Linked DNA regions of Mus musculus: region 2 is linked to region 1. A link is a contact called in public promoter capture Hi-C data. All regions are on one chromosome and are shown on one strand. The core of a region is the stretch at or near the end of the contact, and the rest is flanking DNA. Distances in the headings are between cores, read along the strand shown.

Region 1 (5,279 bases), core at 1,020-3,519:
CAGGGCTCCACAGTTGACGCACTCCCGGCCCTCACCAGGGAACTCCTCCAAGAAGTCAGGTACTGTGGGGACAAGAAGCTTGTGGACTGGGGCCTCTGCCCCACCAGGATGCCTGAGGGTGTCTGCTATGCTTGGCCTCCTTTTATAGTGTCTTAAACTTACTCATTTAAAGAGCGATTTATTTATTTATATACTTAGTCATATTTAATTTTCAGTGAAATTTGTTAGGTAGGGCTGCTTTTATAAGGCAAGAGTGTAAATAAGCCACACTCTAAGGTAGATGCCTGAGATGGTCCCTTTCTTAACTAGGTTCCACACCAGCCTTTTTATTTTTAATACATTTTGGAAGCAGGCAGAAGGAAATGGATGGTAGAGCCTTATTTCTCTCCCTCCCCTGTCCCACTCAAGGATCTCCAGTGTAAAAGAGAACAGGCCTCAAGGTCAGAAGATTGGGAGACAGAGATTTGAGATTCTACAAGGGCCTACTGCCAGCTTTGTTGTGGGATCAACCATTGTCCTCCCTCAGAAGACAAGACACAGGGACATCAAGGGACCACACATATGCAAGCAGTGAGACGTTGGCTCAGGGCAGGGAGGATCAGTCATCTACTGGCTGGAGGTGGGTAAAAGGCACAGGGGCTGTCCTTGTCCCACTAACTGTACTAGGTCAGCTTGAGACCTGTCTGGGGCTGTGAATCAGGGGCCCAAGCTTCCAAGTAGCTGGAGGCATGGTTTCAACAAGGCCCAGAGGCTGCAAACAGAGCTTGGCCCTCTTTGCTGTGTCTGTTCCTCAAAAAATACTCAGAAAGCCAGACAAATGATTCCACGATCAACAGTCTTGGAATCCAATCTAACCTATGTTCCTGTGAGGTATGGAACTCTTAAGATGGAACGTTGCAGAACAAGATGGCTGTGGTGACTTTATCAAATAATCGCTGTTTTAAGCTTTATAAAATTCATTTTCAGCTCCGCTCATGCCTGTAAACTCAGCACTTTGGAAGGCTGAAGCAGGAGGTTTGCTGTTAAGTTTGGAACTAGGTTGTCTTAAAACCAAAAAATACTTTCCAAAACTTCCCGTGAAAACTTTTTAAATGTAGGTTCCAAATCGACATAACCCAGAATGCTTTTTTTTTGGGGGGGGGGGGTTGGTCGGGTGAAAAGCAGAAATATATTATTTTCTTGCTATTGTGCTGAGAAAAGAATTCTGTATCGAGCGTTTTTCATCGTATTGTGTTTCATGAAGTTTCCTGTGTCCTAGCAATTCTAGGCGGGAATCTGCGTGGTCGGACTAGGCAGAAAAGCCCTGACTGCAGAAGAACGCATCTCGGATTTTTGCATTTCGTAGCGCGCGGGTTTATTGCTGCGCGCCTTAGTTTTAGAGCCAGGTCCACCGGGCAGCCCCAGCCCGGTACTCACCGAAGCTGGTCCTGCGGCCAGGGAGGCCACCAGGGCGAGCTTGCAGACCGTGCAGGATGCTGCTGTCGAAGGCTCCGGAGGTCCACGAAGGGGCTACGTCGGAACTCATGTATGCTGGGTAGGTTGTGGGGTACGAGGCGCCCATGGGTCTCCCGAGCGGGGTCGGGTACTGTTCGCGAGCCAGCAGCGCGCCCTGGAAGGCGCCGCCGTCCCGGACCCCCGCGCTGCCGCCGCTGCCCGACCCCGGAGGGCTGTGAGCGAACGGGAAGGTGGTGGCTCCCGGTGGGTGTGCGGCTGGCGGGTGCGGGCTTCCGGAGCCGAAGGCTGAGGAATCAGCGGCAACTGCTTGTGTCCAGCTGGAGTGCGCGGCGAGCGCGGGAGCCTGCGAGCCCGGCTCACACGAAGGCAGGTACGGCAGCATGGAGGGCATGCGAGTGGGTGCCACGAACACCGGGGAGCCGGTTCCCGAAGAGTGCAGAAAGGCTCCGGAGTCGGCGTAAGTGCCCTGGCCGGGGCTCTGGGCTAACGCCAAGCTTTGGTACATTTTTTTTCCCCGCGCGAGCTTGACCTGCAGAGAAGAAAGACGGGCAGACGTCTAGGGCAGGATCACTGGGCCCCCTCCATCAGCTCTTGCGCTCGCCCGGGGCAGGTGCTGCTGCTCCGCTTGGGCACTCCACTTTTTTGAGTCGGTTCACCAGGGCAGGTCCCGGGCTCCTCTGGGTGGAATGACAGGGTTAGATGAGGCGCAGGACCCTAGGAACGAGGTCCTTGCCTTGCGCAGAGATCGCCAGCCAAAGCCCTCACAGGAAGGCGCGGCGTTGGCCCAGGGAGGGTGACCGGTGGGTTGTAGACTGGGTCTCCACAGAGCCGCTCTGTAGGGAATCCCGGGAACTTGGGCTGCCCCGCCCCCGCCGTGCCGCCCCTTCTCTCTTCTAGTCGGTCCCTCCCTCCGCTCAGGGTCAGCGCCGGGGCTCCAGCCGCGGGGCCACGTGACCCGAACAGGCTCTGCTGTCCGGCTTTGAGACCACAGCTCGCCCGCGTACCCTCGGCTGAGCCCGAACAAACAGGGGGTGGGAGGAGGCTGAGCGCGAGCACTCCTGGGACAGCAGCAGCTCTGAACCGTCTAGAACTTTGTTGCTACGGTCACGGGTGCCAGTCCTCGCCCCACGTCTATTCCGAGCTCCCGCCCAAAGCTGGTTTAGTGTCCTGTGGCTGAGGCCCTTCTGAATCTAGGGACACAAGGTGCTGGAGCCAAGTTGGCTTGCGATTGATTCCCCCTATACGCCCGAACCTACGTGGGAATCTAGCTTCAATGGCAACCGCAGGGCTCAGGCTGCTATTCTCTCACTGGGTATTTTGTTCATCAGCAATGACTCGAAGTCCACCAGGAACCCCACAGTACTGAGTTTTTGAACAAGGAGGACCACTCGCTGTTTGACCAGCGCCAGCGAACTCTGAGTAGAGTCCTAAGGCCACAATTGAAGACTGTTAGACTCCAAGTCCCGCGGCTTTCACAGGCTGAGGAACTTGGCAAGAGTCTCTTTCAGCAAGAGACTGATGATAGAGCACCTAGCTCAGTTTTGTTGTGACTTATGTCCTCCGGCTTACCTTACTAGGAGTTCCAGATGAAGAGTGGCCAGAAGGTGCAGCAACCCCGGAGGGCTCGAAGATGGCAGCGAATGTTTCTCACTTTCTCATGCTGGCCCCCCCGGGTGCTGCAGACAGATACGTGGGTGAGGCAGGAGCTCCTGAGATAAGGGAAATACACCTACTAACCTTGAAGTCAGTGTCCAGTGTTTCTGCCGCTCAGCGCGGGATTAGTTTATTAGTCAGAAAGGAGTGAACATTGCCTGCACACTGGTGTCCACGCAACCTGCTCTCTTCAGCGTGTGGAGATCTAGTTGTGAGTCACAAGTGGAAGTGAGGGGGGCACCCTGGGCCTGGGGATGGTACAGACTGTCCTGACACAGGCCCCAGAATCTGAGCCATGGAGGTGCAGAGCAGAAGCTGACTTCGGGTAGTCGTGGGAAGGGGAGCTTGCCAGTGCTTCCTGCTTCAAATTACCTCCCACTGCATTCTCCTGGCCTCCCCTTTTCCTCCCTCCTTGAGGTGGGGGCTGAGTCAGGGCTCTTGGTTGATGCTTCCAGCACTGACTTCATGGTTCTCCTTTCTGTGGGATGCGCAATACTTGGGTCTCCAGTCTTGGCATCCCTTTTCCTCGGAACTCTTTAGGCTTCCATTGTGCAGGTCTTCCTCTTTGCAAAGCGTCTTGGAGCAGGAAGGACGTCCAGGTGCCCATCTTGGGAGACTGCTGGGTGCAGTTGGCATTGACCAGTGGGCAGCACGGCACTCCAGCTTCCTCCTGATTATGTTTAAATGAAATGGGAAGATTTCCCCATGTACTCCACCAAGTCCAGGATGAAAAGTGAGGGGAATCACTTGCTGGGGACGGAATCCTCTTCTCCCCAGATAATCAGTAGTAGATCTAGGGTCCTGCAAGGATGGACCTAGATGGACTTGGGCTTTTTGGGTGGGATAAACTCAGTAAAGTCCACAAGGTGGAAAGAACCACAGGACACAGGTGCTGGGTTTTGTTCTGTGACACATTTTATTGTTGCCTCAGTCTTAATAAGGCAGATGAAGTTATTCCTGTTTACACACAGAGGAACAACACTAACTTATCCAAAGTCACACAACTGATAACTCAACATGCTGATTCAGACAAATGAAGAATTGAGAAGGGACTCCTGGTCTCTATAGATATGGGAAAGGGGAGGAAATCCACCCTTCTCAGGCTCCTCGGTCCCACAGAGGCAGTCCTGTCAGTGCCCAGGTCTAGACAGGGAAGTAGGCTCATCTCTTCAGAGAGTAGGGGCAGAAGTGGCTGCAGGGTGTCCTTTGCCCAGATCAGGTTGCCTCACAGTGGTGGGACACTGGCTGTGACAATATCTGACCCTTTAACTGGATCCTTCTGCTTGAGGAGAAGAAGGCGAAGTCTCAGATCAAACCACAAACCCTAGGTCCTTCTAGCTCCATCTTGTCCCTCCCCCAGAGGTCAGCTCTGATGCCATGATCCCGCCTACCAGTTCCAGGAGGGAACCACCAGCCCTGTAGTTGTTTCTCTATCCACAGGACTTTCTTGTTGCTATTCCCCAACCAAAAGAGAGTTTCCTCTCTTCACTGTTCACCAAACTCCTACACACACCCCCAGGGTCCACATAACTTCCCATGGCTCATTTCAAGCATTCCACTGACAGATTGTTAGGTGTTTCTGTCAGGCCCCTCAGCAGACTCAGAGTCCCAAAGTCAGCTTTGAGGAAAGCAGGATGGAGCACGGACAGGAAGCAGCCAGACTCTGCAGGGGACTCAGCTTTGCTGTGGCAAGGCTTTACAGCATTCATTGGCTAGCCGTTTTTTCTTTGTGTAATAATAGCACTTACCTCTCACAGTGGCTTCAGGGAGGGATTGGTGGGACTAAGCATCTGTGCAGCTGCCGTAAGGTGTGCATGTGGCAGGCCCTCAACAGGCTCCGGGCAGAGGCTGATTGATTCTGGTCAGGTGGGAGAATGAGCAAGCCCTGGCCCCAGAGTGAAGGGCAGTTAGGCAGGTGGGAGCCTCAGCCAGTCTTTCGGGCTCCCCTGGCCTAGCAGGCAGACCTGACTGAGCCAGGTAAGGAGAAAGGACAGCTCTTTGAGATAAGGATCCCATATTCTCCGAGAGGGATGGGGGGTTGGCGTGTTCGTGACCCTGTGACCAATCTGAACTGAGTTTAATCCATGATCTCCGGATTAAGAGAGCCTGAGTGGCCAAGTTGGAGGACGGGGAGAGGAACCTCCTGCCAGCCTGACAGGATCTGGGTTTCA
Region 2 (5,279 bases), core at 2,076-4,575, 440 kb after region 1:
GAGTTCCAGGACAGCCAGGGCTACACAGAGAAACCCTGTCTTGAAAAAGAAAAAAAGGAAAAAAAAAGAGGAAGAAGGGAAGAAAGAGAAGGAGGAGGAAGAAGAGGAGAAGGAGGAAGAGGAAGAACAGGAGGAGGAAGAGGAAGAAGAGAAGGAAGAGGAGGTAGGGAGGAGGAAGAGGAGGAGAAGAAACAGCTAGTTCAAGTCCCAGCTGTAAATGAAGCACTTCCCCCAAAGACTCACAGTGATTCTCACCCACAGGAGCTTAACCCTTTACTCCCAGGGGGAAAACCAACTAGGGTCCCCATGAGCTGCTTCACAAGAGCTGCACTTACAACAGGCACCCATGCTGGCTGAATTCCGCTGTCCAGCACAGAGGCTGTAGGTCGTGGCCTCAGAATGGGAGGCTTGCTGTGCAAGCCCCGAATGCTTTATTAATCTCACCTTGGAAAACCCCACCTTGCTCGCTCATCCAAGTTAACCGTTTTTTTGCTGATGTTTTAGAGAAAAGCTTGCAGTTTCAAAACGTTCTGATTTAATTTGAACTTTTATTTAAGTTTACTAACCATAAAAATTTTTATTAGTAAAATAGTAAAAGAGTTATTTTGTTTTTGGGGGGGTGGGGGTGGGGGTGCTGTTATTGTTTTGTTTAGACTTAATCCGATTCAGGTTGACCTGGAATTGAAAACATTCTCCCATTTCCACGTCCAGTGTTGAGGCTGGGGCATGAACCACACCCAGCTCTTTAAAAACTGCTTTCATTCTAGTGAAAGGTTTTTTTTTTTTTTTCCTTCCCCCCTTTTATTTCAAAGTTAATTGTTTTCTTGTCCTAAGAGAGCCTCCCTGTGTTGCTCAGGCTGGTCTCAGAATCCCCATGCCCCTGTCTCTGCCTCCTGCAGGTTGGGATCACCCCTGTGTCTCCACCCAACACTCCTACACATTTTTCGTATGAACTCACACATCTCTTAATGGAGTATGGATCCATTGTAAAATCTCAGCATTTCTTGGGGCCGTAGAAGGATTCCAAACCAGTATCACTGTCTGACAATTGAAATTATGAATCAAATCATAGATGTACACTTAATTTGATATTAAATTTTAATCATATTTTTAAAAAAATAAGTTTTAAGTACTTTATTCTGCACACTACCCCTCGTCTAAATATAAATAAAAGACTTTGAAAAATAATAGTGGGTAATGACCCCAGAGCTAACAACACTTGAGTTTCCAGTTTTCCCTGTTCATCTTAAGCGAACTTGAAAAACAGTCTGTTTTGAAATGTGCAAAATAGATTATTTTAGGGGAGGGGAAAGACACTTAAGAAATAAAAAATAGAAATTAGCAGAAACCAGTATTAAGCATACGTCTTTATGAATAAGACTTAATCACACACGTCATTTTGCAAATACAAAAGGGCCTTTTCCAATGCGTTAATTCAAGTTAAGCGCTATAGACAGGCGCTTTGCTGAGCAGTGGCCCTCTCCCGATTTGCTTTGCATCAATGAAAGCCAAGAAAACTGGGTAAATGGAGGCGGAAGCTGCTGATGGCCACAGAGGAAAACCAGGCAACATCTGAGACGCGCGGGCTAAGGCTCAGACTAGGTACAGTGGCAGGATTCTGGGCTGTGGTCCGATTTGGGGAGCGACCAGTTCCCATTCAGTCCAACACCTCACCGGGTACTCACCGGTAGCCCGGCTTCCTCCAGAAGTTCCCGAACTGGCGCAGAGGGGACTTGGTTGGTCCTGGAGCTAGACTAGACTCTTCGGCTGACCCTCCAGGGTCAAGTAGCCCTGAGCAGGTTGTGAGGGCTCCACCAGTCCCCTTGGGACAAGTAGAAAGAAGTGAAACCCAGCTCAGCCCACAGGAGGCCGGCGGTGGCGCTCCAGGCTTATTTAGAGATGTTTCCACAGACTTTTGAGGCTGGCTTGAATTTCCTGAGCCTCTGGGCAGGCAAGAATGTTAACAGAACAAGCTCAGACTTGGAAAACGTTGTAAAGCTCACCTCCTGGGATCTTCCTGCGTCTGCCTCCACGACCTCTCCAAAGGACCTCGGCGTAATTTTGCTTTTAGGCCGGGTCTGGAGTCTTGGAGCCAACAGAGGCCCGAGGTGAGGGGCCGCACCCGTCCTGAGGAACAGGTCTAGTTGAAGCAAGCAAGGCCCTGCAAGTTGGCTTAGAAGGGGCTGGGTTCCCCATCCAACGCTAGGATGTGGTCAAGCGCGATGCTCTGTGCCTGCGCTCCTGAGCCTTGGGCAGTCACCTGTCAGATGTGGGACCATTCACTAACTGCTCACTCCCGTAGCCTTTTAGCTGAGATAGTTCAGTGGATGCGGCAGGGTCTAGAGTCCAGCGCCAACTCTCTGGCTTTCTCAGACGGACTTCTCATTCTGCACCCAACAGTTCTGTAAGCGGAGTACTGGGCTTTCTCATAGAGTCCCGCCAGCGAGGACAGGGAACAGTCTAAATAGAAAGGCGGCTGCAGAGGGGATCGGAGCCCTCAGGGCTTCTCGCCGCAGTGTTTGCAAAGCGCCGAGGGCGATCCTGAGAAGGTGGCACACTTGTCTGGGCAGGGCCCGAGCGCGGTGCCCGCCGAGAACGGGTAAATCGCTGCCTGGCCAAAGGGCGTTAGAGGCGCGGCGGCCACCGGCGCCGCGAGGCCCTGGCCTTGGTTGAGGTATGCTACCAAGCGCCGCATCTCCTCCAGGGCCTGCGCCTGCATGAGGATGTAGTTTTTGGCCAGCAGAAGTGTGGCTATCTTGGAGAGCTTGCGCACCGACGGGCTGTGCGCGTAGGGGATGACTGCGCGCAGTCCGTCCAGCGCGTCGTTCAGGTCATGCATGCGTCGCCGTTCGCGCGCGTTGATGCTGAGCCTCAGCGAGCGCTGCTCCCGGGGCCGCCGCCGTGCGTCAACCGCAACCCCGGACCCTCGCCGCCGCCGCCGCCTCTCGAAGGCTTCGTCCTCGTCGCCGCTCTGCTCGCCGCTGCTCTCCACCGTCGCGGCGGGGACACGAGAAGCGGGAGCCGCCGGGAGGTCGCCACCCGGACCCGATGCACCGAAGCCGCGTGTGGTCTCCGGTCCGCGCGCTGCAGCGTAGGCGTGGCCGGTCGCCGTGTAGCTGTGGCTCAGCGCCAGGTACGAGTCCCCCGACAGCGACTTGAGCTCGGCCATGACCTCTGGAGCCCGCTACGGCAGTATGGCTTCTTGCCCTGCGGGCGCGTCCACCTGTCCAGCTGTCTGTCAGTCCCCGGGCCTGCGCGTGGCCTCTCCGGCCGGCCACCCTTCCTGCGCCTTCTCACCAAGGCGCGTGGCCGGCCGGGGCCGCTCTACCTCCCACTCGTATTGGCTTCGTTTTTAAGCTGCTGAGGCTCCCGATGGGACTTCACGCCGTCCAATCAGAGGGGACCTGCTGCCGGCATCTTCCCAGCCCCGCTCCACCCTCTATGCGGACCCACGGGCCTGAAGATGGGAGCCGCGGAACCTGAGGGCGCTTTGCCTGCTTCTTGGCCCCTCAACTGCCATTTCTTGTTTCCTACGGGGTCACTTTCCCAAAGCTCCAGTCTTGCCTTGTTCTGAGACCCCATCCGCAGGAGCTGCGCGCTGAGCGGGAGCTCCCAGCTGGGTTCTCCTCCAGGTCTCCGTATCCTTGCGAGTTGAACCAAATCAAATCATCTTCCTGTAGGCGGCAGGTCGTCGGTCCCTTCTGTCTGTCGCCTCAACACAAAGTTCTCCTGACAGGTGTATTCCAGTGTGGCTCCCGCGTTTGGGATGAAACCTTTTGCTTAGGACAGACAGACGTTTCCCTCGACTTCTGAGGTGAAGGATTCCCAGTCTTGTCCTGGGGGGAAGAGTATGATGGATTTTCTGTTTTGGCTGGGGAGTGAGGGCTGAGCAGAGGTCGCTGTAGAAGTGTCCAGGTTCCTTCTTGTAAGTGAGGAACTGGGGTTGACTTCACCTGCCCAGGCTTCAGTCTCAGCCCAGACCCCTCCCCACACAACAGATAATCTAGAGCCTGGTGCTTCCTGTGCTCCGGCTGGTCCTGAGTGTCTGGTTCCTATGTTGTTACACACTCAGGAGCAGGGGCTGTGCTAGGGGCTGGCTCATCTTTCCTAGTATGGGAGCCACGAAGCCAAAGTCTCTGCCTTATTGGAGACTCAAACTCTCTGAGGTTAGGAAAGGCAGAGCAGGTTGAGTTTCTGGTACCACCTAGTGCTGAAGGCTCCCTTTCTACCTAAAGAACATGAGGAGCTGCAGGCTGCAGGCTGGCCCTTCATATTTGTCAACTAAAGCCCCAAACATGAAGGCTGCTGAGGGGCTTGGTGCTTTTTGAGAAGTCCTCCAAGGTATGAACTTGTTAGGGCTCTGTGGTTTCAGCAAGAGGTCGATTCTCTTCAATATGGTAAGAGATGGGGTCTCCCTGGCTTCCAACTCTGTTCTGAGTTTCACCAGAAAAAGAAATTATTCAGTTGTTGGGCACTCTCTAAGAGCGCATAGATGCTAGAGGCACACTTGTGAAGTGAGTGTCGGTGAGAGCCATGTGTTTTCTGGAAGGTTCCAGGAACTCTATGTCATCACCAGTATGCAAGAACACAGATACAAACACATATGTGCTTAAGGAACATCAGACTTTGCTCTGGGCCTGGAAAAGAAAGAAACCAGACAACATCTTCTTGACTGCCAGAACTAGTTCACCATGTGGCCAGCTACACTGTGGAGGGCAGGTATCACCTAGAAGGACATCCTGGCCCAAAGAATGAGGTGCTTCTAAGAGTCCTTTTCCAAGTACTTGTCCCTGGGCTGATGGTGGTATGGGTGGGAGTTGGCAGTCCTGAGGCTATGGATCACTTCAGGCAACAAGAGACAAGATCTACAAGAGGAATAATGGGGCCATTGGGATGCAAAGATGGAAAGGCACACAGTAGTAGCACAAGCCCCTGAAGCTGTTCAGGGGAGTCTGTCTCCTTGGATGACAGGGAGGTTGGCCTCCAGAATGACATCCCAAGAGAGTAGTTTTGAAGCTGCCCCTGTGGCAGCAACTGCATAGATTGGAAGGGGAGGACAGCATTGCACTTGTCTGCTCCAGTCCAGTAGAGCTTCCAGAGCCTGACCAAAGCAGTGTGGGAGGCTAGGAAGAGAGCGCTGTTTGCACGGATCCAGGTCTCAGCCTGTGGGTGGAGGACGGCTCCTGTGGCCATGCTGAATGGGAGGCTCTTGGGTGATGTGGAGTGGATATTGTTATGAGTGGGGTGTCAGCAGGGTGCACTAAACTCTAGGCCATGGC

What was found. Promoter capture Hi-C pulls out the DNA fragments that hold promoters and counts their contacts.
Region 2: a contact with region 1 is called in a promoter capture Hi-C map of stem cell-derived epiblast-like cells, with 4 times the contacts expected there. The contact joins the promoter of Bhlhe23 here to the promoter of Gata5 in region 1. A contact is called at or near these places in 21 of 39 promoter capture datasets (the 3T3-L1 cell line, 3T3-L1-derived adipocytes, the C10 cell line and 13 more), 1 of 15 datasets of contacts at CTCF or cohesin (large pre-B cells), 9 of 484 Hi-C or Micro-C datasets (CD4 T cells, embryonic stem cells, large pre-B cells and 1 more), 3 of 115 datasets of contacts at active chromatin or transcription factors (embryonic stem cells and pancreatic cancer cells) and 1 of 9 other capture datasets (liver).

What each region holds. Positions count from the first base shown.
Region 1 is chr2:180,332,410-180,337,688 of GRCm38.p6, forward strand. Gata5 (GATA binding protein 5) reads right to left here and starts at 2,270. Exons shown (of 6, transcript NM_008093.2): 1 at 1,417-2,270; 2 at 1-62. The coding sequence starts at 1,960. Gata5os (GATA binding protein 5, opposite strand) reads left to right here and starts at 448. Exons shown (of 5, transcript NR_045877.1): 1 at 448-619; 2 at 1,259-1,534; 3 at 1,773-1,912. It overlaps Gm52543 (a long non-coding RNA gene), which reads right to left. Exons shown (of 5, transcript XR_003953987.1): 4 at 4,857-4,993; 5 at 4,008-4,390.
Region 2 is chr2:180,773,575-180,778,853 of GRCm38.p6, forward strand. Bhlhe23 (basic helix-loop-helix family, member e23) reads right to left here and starts at 3,326. Exons shown (of 1, transcript NM_080641.5): 1 at 807-3,326. The coding sequence starts at 3,169. The coding sequence ends at 2,498.